2 separate regions of the Macaca mulatta genome follow, and region 2 is linked to region 1. Evidence: chromatin contacts called from public Hi-C data. All regions are on one chromosome and are shown on one strand. The core of a region is the stretch at or near the end of the contact, and the rest is flanking DNA. Distances in the headings are between cores, read along the strand shown. Region 1 holds the start of SEMA6C (semaphorin 6C). Region 2 holds the start of GABPB2 (GA binding protein transcription factor subunit beta 2).

Region 1 (4,203 bases), core at 430-2,929:
TTTGCATTGGCCCTCTAGACTCAACTATGATACATCTTTAAGAGGGCTTCTTGTAGCTGTTTTTGGGGAGCAGCATCTGGTCAGCTCCTCAACTCCTGGCCTGGAGAAAAGATCACTCTGCCCTGGAAGAATCCGAGCTGCTTCACACCCCCCATCTGAAGCACATGGGAGAGACCTGGCTGATTCTCCCCTTTCCAGATCCTCCCCTTGCTGGGAAGAGGAAACAGCCCTTCTCTCTCCTGGCCCCGAAGCCACCTCTGGGGAGTGGTTGGGGTCATAGCCAGAGTCTAGCAGAGCTGTGGAAGGGATGGAGAAGGGGAGACTGGGCTGGGGACAATAGCAGGAAGCCTTTGGGCTGGTCGCCCGCCCCAGTCCACCTTCCTCAGAGGGAGCAGGGTCGCGCCAAGGAGCCTGTGGAACCGGAGCCTTCCTTTCTCCAAGCCATTTCCCCCACTCTTAGCCCTTAGCCCCACACTCAGCACCTACCCTCCTTCCCACCCAACCCCCAACCAGGACAATCCAGGTGTCTAGAGCCTCGAAAGAGGTGGGCCTAGGGCCAGGGGCTCGACGTGTCTCCCCCTCACTGGATCCGGGGCTCCAAGGAGGGGCCGGTAGCAGAGTCTGGGCCGGGACCGGGTCCCAGAGCCACGTTAGCGGGAGGAGGGGCTGGAGGGGCCTGCAGGCGCAGACGGAGAGGGGATGGGAGCGGGGGTTGGGGAGCGGAGGCGGGTCTCCCAGGCCAGGGAAACAGGGCCAGAGGCTGAGGCCACCGACGAGGGCGGGCCTGAGGCCGGCGCTGAGTGGGGTCCGTGGGCTTAGGAGGCAGTTGCCAGCTCGGATATCCTCCTTGGGAGACCTCAGTCTAACAAAGCCCCGGGCCGAGCGGGCTGAAGGAAGGAGATAGGCGCTGGGACCGAGGTTGCTCGGGGACCCCATTTGCCGCCTCTTTGCACGAGCCAACCCTTCAGAGGGTGCTCAGATTCCGGCTTGCACAAGGACAGAGGAGCACCCGTGACACAAAGTCCAGAACGATGCGTCCCTCTTCCCATCCCTTCAGGGACGTCAGGAGGGTCTAGTTCTCCGCGGGTCTCAGATCCCTAGTTTCCCTGCCGGGAAAGCAAGGGGCCAGATTTTCCACCCTCTCTACGGTGCGCGCCTCAAATAATCCCTTTTCGCGCTTCCCAATCCAGCGGGATGCGACTTGAAGAAAGCCCAGTTGAATGAGGTGCCCAGACTCTGCTCCCACCAGTACAGTTACGGGACTCGGCTACCGTGCCTCCTTCTTCCCTGCACCCCAATTTCGTTGACCCTCTCCGTCAGCCAGGCACACCGGGCGCCGACACCCTCCCTGGTCCCCTGGCGCTTCAGAAGCTTGGCCCCCGCCGGCCGCGCCTTCCTGCTCCCTCCCCGCCTCCCCGCAGCCCCTTCCCTGCCCCGGGTACTTGCTCCAGGATTCGGGTCAGCGAGATGGAGATCGCCGCGGACGGCAAGCGGCCACGCGCTGCGCTGAGTTCGCAATCCGTGGTTGTGCTCAGGCGAGATGCGATGAGCGTCCGAATTGGATGGTACTCGAATTTGGGGTCCAGGGCGCTGTCGGGAGAGCCCTGGGTCCGAGTCCAGCCGCGGATCCGCGGAGGAAAACAATGCGACCGCCCGGAGCTCTGGGCTCGGCCCCAGCGGCCCCGCCCGCCTCCCAGCCGGGCCCACCTCCTGCCCGCCTTTGGGTCGCGGCGACTAATCCTGCCCTTGGAGGGCGGCTAGACACCGCCTTCTCGTCACCTCTCCGCCAATAGTGCCGCCCGGGGAGGGGCGCCAGGAGCACCGTCCACCAAGAGGGCCAGGCCGGGAGGCTGAACTGGAGACCAGAGACAGACGCGAGATGGAGAGACCCACGGACAGTCGCTGACACCGGGCAGAGGAAGAAATACATACAGAAGCAGAGATCGGCTGGCACAGGAGAGGCTCTGGGGAGAAATTTCACAAGAGAGGAAGAGGAGCTGGGAGGAGAAAGAGACAGGAAACCTGGGAGCCTTGACGGGGCTGGGCTGGGCTGTCAGAGCCTGCGCGATCCGTCCTCCCTTCCCCTCCTATACGGTTTGGGCGACCCTGCTCCCGAGGGAGCCTCCCGCATCTCCCTGACTCTGCCCCCAACTCTCCGTTGCTCCTCTCAATGCTTTTTCCCTCTTTCTCCTTATTTCTCCCCGTAGGCCTCCTCTCGTTCGTCCTGACCCTGATAAGGAGGCCTAGCATGCGCGTGGGGGCTGGAGGCCTGGGAAAGGAAAGGAAGGTGTCAGCAGGAGGTTTCCCTTGTTTCCATGATCTCCTCCCCTCCCACCTCTACAAAGCAGCATGAGTTTGGGCCACTATGGCAAGAACTAGCTAGCAGTCAGGCTGTTGGGTCATGGAAGAGGGCAGGTGAGAGAGGCTGAAGCCAAAACAGATGTGGAAATCAAGACTAATTGACTCAGAGAAAGACACAGACAGAGTAGCAACTCTAAGACCTGAGACAGTAACCCACACAGCCTTACTGCCCCCAGATATATGTCCCACCTTTCCTCAGAGGACCCTGACATCCCTCCAAACAGCAGAACTGCCCCTTCTCCCTCCCCACCCTTCATAAAGCCCCTGGGAATGTCAGTGAGGAGGAAGAATAAAGCTACTACAGACAGGATTGCTTGGTACCTTGGTATTGCCTGGTAGGATTCTTCTCTATGTGGGGCTGGGACAAAAGACATTCTCAAAATTCTCCAGGAAAGTGGGTGGCCTGGGAGACACTGGCATTCTCAGATAGTTTTATCTGACTGAACACTTCTACCCACATCTTGGACTCTGGACTAGAGGAAAGGAGGGGAAAAGGGTTTGCCACTTTTAGGCCAGCCTTAACTGGACTGTGATCAGGGAGGGGAGCATCGACAACTAGGCTAAGCCCCACAATGAGTACGCAAGAGACCTAAACATACACACACATGTGCACACACACACACAGAGAAAGAGAGAGAGAAAGAGAAGACAGAGACAGAGACAGAGATTTAAGGCCAGGTGAACCAGTAAGGTGAACAGTAACTCAGTAAAGTCAGATCTAAAACAATAGAAGAAGATAAACTGGGACAATATCTACACAGGATTAACTGCGGAGAGATCGTGGGCCCAAGGCAGTTCAGCAGTTGGGGTTGTTTTAAAGGCTGGAAAGAAATTTTGAGAGAGGCCGGGCGCGGTGGCTCAAGCCTGTAATCCCAGCACTTTGGGAGGCCGAGGCGGGTGGATCACGAGGTCAGGAGATCGAGACCATCCTGGCTAACATGGTGAAACCCCGTCTCTACTAAAAATACAAAAAACTAGCCGGGCGTGGTGGCGGGCGCCTGTAGTCTCAGCTACTTGGGAGGCTGAGGCGGGAGAATGGCGTGAACCAGGGAGGCGGAGCTTGCAGTGAGCCGAGATCACGCCACTGCACTCCAGCCTGGGAGACACAGCGAGACTCCGTCTCAAAAAAAAAAAAAAAAAAAGAAATTTTGAGAGAAAGACACCTCAAAATATAGAGGCACTGAGAGGTTAAAAGAAATCTCCCCAGCTCCTAGCACAGGGTTTAGGTACTCAGATACATGCTTATTGAATAGATTAGTGAGTGGGGATTAGGGTATAATTCATTTAAAGTTTTAGGACCCAGCTCAAATCTCAGTTCAGTAAGTATTAAACACTTACTTGAGACACAATCTACTGCACAATCCACTGCACAATCTACTGGGTTGTGGTCCCAGACTTTAAGAAAATGATAATATATTTGAATTAAAATAAGATTTACATGTACTAAACTATTAAAAAGCAACACCAAGTCTCAAAAGAAAAGCTACATTGAACATAAATTTCCAAATGTGCAAAGAAGATAATAAATTTTCTCCAAAGACTGCACAGAAAGACGTTTGATACATTTTATCATGGAGGACAGGAAAACTTTGGTGGGAGTTGGCTTGGTGCAAAAGAAGAAAATGTTCTCGAGGGACACAGCTTCAGCAAAAGCTTTTACTTGATGAACAAGGAGCCTGCAGCATGGATAACAAAAAGGTGCTGTGAGGCTGGTATGTGGGAAAGGCACTAGTTAGGAGCAAGGAGAGGGAAAAGGGGAAGACAAATTACAGAAGGCCTGGAATGCCTAGGTGAACTGGTTAAAATCATCTGACAGGAGTAGGATGTCATTTTGAATTCTTG
Region 2 (4,047 bases), core at 653-3,152, 85 kb before region 1:
GTTTTCTCTCTCTTCACAAGGGAAGCCATAGAAATCTGAGAAATTAGCCTTGCTTTCACACTCAGCTTATACATCTTTTTATTTTTTATTTTTTGAGACAGGGTCCTGCTCTGTCACCCAGGTTGGAGTGCAGCACCGCAATCACTGCTCACTGCAACCTCCACCCACCGGGGTCAAGGGGGCCTCCCACCTCAGCCTCCCAAGCAGCTGGGATTACAGGGGCCTGCCACCAGGCCTCGCTAATTTTTGTATTTTTCATAGAGATGGGGTTTCACCATATTGCCAGGCTGGTCTCGAACTCCTGACCTCAGGTGATCTGCCCGCCTTAGCCTCCCAAAGTGCTGGGATTTACAGGCGTGAGCCACTGAGCCCGGCCTCATTTTATCTTTCTATAATAATATTCAACTTAGAGGAAGAATGATTTGAATAGCATTTAGACATTAAATGGTGAACGTCGCATTGAACAGATAAATAATGAAAGGGCAAAATCAACTTAAAATTAGAAAAGTAGGGAGACAGCTACAACCACTCTTCTGCTTGCCCACTGACTACCAACATATTTCAGGTAATAATTCTCCTAGGTGCCTAACAAGATAAACGAATTCACTCAAATACGTTATCTGCTTAATTTCTGGTTTTTGTGTGCCTACTATAGGAAAGCACTGAGCCAAAAGAATGTAAACGGGAATGAGACAAGACTCCAACTCTCAAGAGAAACTGTAAATACCAATATGGATAGGACAGCATTGGGCAGTGTATCATAAATAAGGATGATCTAGAGAAGTCCCCAAGAGAGAGAAAAAAAGGCAAATCCTCCCTCTAGGCCATGAAAACCCCACATCTAAAGACCGTCCCAATCTAACGGAGAATGGGGCCAGGAAGGATAAGCAGTGCGTCCTTTTCTATTTTTACTGAGTTTTGAAAGGCCCCTTCAGAGTCCTTCAGTCATGGCAATTGGTGGGTGGGGACAGGGATCAACTGGTAAATAAAATGACTAAATGGATTTGCAAACTCATGTTCCATCCTCTTGCAGGCCTCCAAAAAGAAATGACTCAGGCCGGGCGCGGTGGCTCACGCCTGTAATCCCAGCACTTTGGGAGGCCGAGGCGGGCGAATCGCTTTAGGTCAGGAGTTCGAGACCAGCCTGGCCAACACGGTGAAACGCCGTCTCTACTAAAAATACAAAAATTAGCCCAGCGTGGGGAGAGGCTGAGGCAGGTCAATCACTTGAACCCGGGAGGCGGAGGTTGCAGTGAGCCGAGATGGCGTCACTGCACTCCAGCCTGGGCGACGGACTAAACGAGACTCCGTCTCAAAAAAAAATAATAAAGAAAGAAAAGAAATGACTCAGTTATTTGTTTCACTGTTTGCACGGACAGCTTGGCTCTGGGGTCCTTACATTCGGGCTGTAACTGGAAAAATGTGTCCATCAGGCACCAGAACCCAATTCACAAACAAAGCCAGGAACGTCCCAAACAGCTGCAGCCGAGGTTTGGGATAAGGAAGTGAGGCTTTCCTGTCAACCTAAACCTGGCCGCTCAGGACCCGGAAGAAGCAGCCAAGAGTTAAGACGCAAACTGCAGGACTGATGCACGATCCGAGTCTCCCTCAGCGGTTCTCCAGGTTCTTGGCGCCAACACGAGCCCCGGGCTCCGTCCCCTGCTGGAACTATTCAGACGCGCAACACACGTAACCAGCAGTCCTCCGCCCCGTTAAATAGTCCTGCCTAGGATGCCTCGGTGACGCACTTTTCCACCTCAGAAGTCCCTCAGCAGATATGCGATGAGCCTCGGGGATGCATCATCTTTCTGTTCGAATGGGAGTATGGGTTTTCTGATCATTTTCCCTTCACAGATTCCTCCGCCAGAAATCTTACTCGCGGCGTCTTCATTTCCGGGTCCGCCATTTCCTTGCCTCTGTTTCTCCACGAGGGGGGGTTAAAGGCCCCCAAAACATGCACACATGAAAAGGGCAAAAAGTAACCGTCCTTGACAGGCAGTCTTAACTAGAGAAGGAAACGGGACTAAACTGGCGGGCTCCGTGGAAGCGCGGCCGGCAGCGTCCCGGACGAGGAGGTGAGGGGAAAGAAGAGATGTGTGGACTCCGGGGGGCGTCAGGGCTGGAAAGGAGAGTGCCGTGAGAAGTCACACCGCTTCCCAGCCCAGCCTCGGACTTCTGGGTGCGGACCGCGCGGCTCCCCGTCACCGAAGCGGGGGCAGCTGGGGGAGGGGGACGGAGAGGAAGGGGATGCTGTCGGGAGGAAGGGGAGGGGACTGGAAGGAGGTGAAGAAGGGGGTGGGTGTAAGACCTGGGGCTGGGGAGCTGGACCAAGGGAAGCCCAGGCCGCGGAGGTGACCACTAGGGGGCGAGGCGGTGCCGGAGCCGAGGCCTGTCGCCAGAGGCTGAGTTTGGCTCCCTGCCCCAAATTGGTTCCCATCTTTCAGACAGACATTGGTGTGAGGAACTGTAGGGTTTATGATAGAGAGGGAAACGGCGACCCTCATTCTCTGACCCTAATAATGACCTGAAAGATAACTAGTGAACTCGGTAATCTGAACGAGAGCAGTATGGGTCCCGCCTCTGCTTTTTTGCTTTTTTTTAAGACTGAGTCTCGCTCTGTCACCCAGGCTAGAGGGAGTGGCGCGATCTCGGCTTACTGCAACCTCCAGCTCACTGCAGCCTCCGCCTCCCGGGTTCAAGTGATTCTCCTGCCTCAGCCTCCCGAGTAGCTGGGATTACAGGCGTGTGCCACCGTGCACAGCTAATTTTTGTATATTTTTAATAGAGACAGGGTTTCACCATGTTAGCCAGGCTGGTCTCGAACCCCTCACCTTAGGTGATCCGCCCACCTTGGCCTTCCAAAGTGCTGGGATTACAGGCGTGAGCCACGCTCCCGGCCTCGACTCCGCTTCTTTCACAGTTGTTTGTACAGCTGGCCGCCCAGTGGGGACTTGAGCAATACTAAAAGAAACATAGATTCTTCCACTGCAATTCTCCTTTCCGTTGGCTGTCTCCTGTTCTCACATACTTCCTTGAGCCAGAGGTCATCCCATTCCTCTCCCTTTTCCCGAAAGGGCTTTCTCTCTAGAGGGTCCCCCCACCCCGTTGTCTTTGGAAAAGGACAATCTATGGCTTACTATCAACAATGTAACAAAATTTTGGCCATCCATTCATTTAATCACTTGGTCCACCCAATCCAGTAGAGATGTTCTTAGACATGTATTTTCACACCTGCTTTGATGACAGTAAGGACAAAAAACCCATCCAAATTCTTAAATAAAGTAATTAATTACCCTTGGATAATAGAATACTTTGTTGTCAAGAGCTCAAGCACTTTATGAATTATTAAAACACACACTTATTGAAAGGTTTTGGCCGGGCGCAGTGGCTCACGCCTGTAATCCCAGCATTTTGGGAAGCTGATGTGGGAGGATCCCTTGAGCCCTGGAGTTCTAGACCAGCCTGGGCAAAATAGGGAGACCCCTGTCTGTGCAGAGAAAAAAAGAAAAAAAAAATTTTAATCATTTGGGCGTGGTAGTGCCCACTGGTGGTCCCAGCTACTCGGGAAGCCGAGGTGGGAGGATCGCTTGAGCCCAGGAGGTCGAGGCTGCAGTGAGCTGTGATTGCGCCACTGCACTCCAGCCGGGACCACAGAGTGAGGCCCTGTCTCTTTAAAAAACAAACAGGCTGGGCGTGGAGGCTCTCGTCTGTAATCCCAGCACTTTGGGAGGCCGAGGAGGGTGGATCACCTGAGGTCAGGAGTTCGAGACCAGCCTGGCTAACATGGTGAAACCCCATTTCTACTAAAAATACAAAAAATTAGCACAGTGTGGTGGCACACGCCTGTAATCCCAGCTACCCAGGAGGCTGAGGCAAGAGAATGGCTTGAACCCGGCAGGCGGAGGTTGTAGTGTGCCGAGATCATACCATTGTACTCCAGCTTGGGCAACAAGAGCAAAACTCCATCTCAAACAAACAAACAAACATACTTTATCCAATCCCCTATTGATATATATTTAGGTTCTTTTCAATCTTTTTATTTATTTT

The links. Hi-C and Micro-C count contacts between places; a contact is called where the count stands out from the background.
Region 2: a contact with region 1 is called in a Hi-C map of fetal cortical plate, with 2.5 times the contacts expected there. The contact joins the promoter of GABPB2 here to the promoter of SEMA6C in region 1. A contact is called at or near these places in 2 of 14 Hi-C or Micro-C datasets (fetal cortex germinal zone and fetal cortical plate).

What each region holds. Positions count from the first base shown.
Region 1 is chr1:115,943,349-115,947,551 of T2T-MMU8v2.0, reverse strand. It overlaps SEMA6C (semaphorin 6C), which reads right to left and starts at 1,679. Exons shown (of 19, transcript NM_001265715.1): 1 at 1,447-1,679. It overlaps LYSMD1 (LysM domain containing 1), which reads right to left. Exons shown (of 5, transcript XR_003720475.2): 5 at 1,841-1,964.
Region 2 is chr1:116,028,872-116,032,918 of T2T-MMU8v2.0, reverse strand. GABPB2 (GA binding protein transcription factor subunit beta 2) reads left to right here and starts at 1,902. Exons shown (of 9, transcript XM_077947927.1): 1 at 1,902-2,075. LOC144331465 (a long non-coding RNA gene) reads right to left here and starts at 3,516. Exons shown (of 2, transcript XR_013398533.1): 1 at 2,850-3,516; 2 at 1,875-2,708.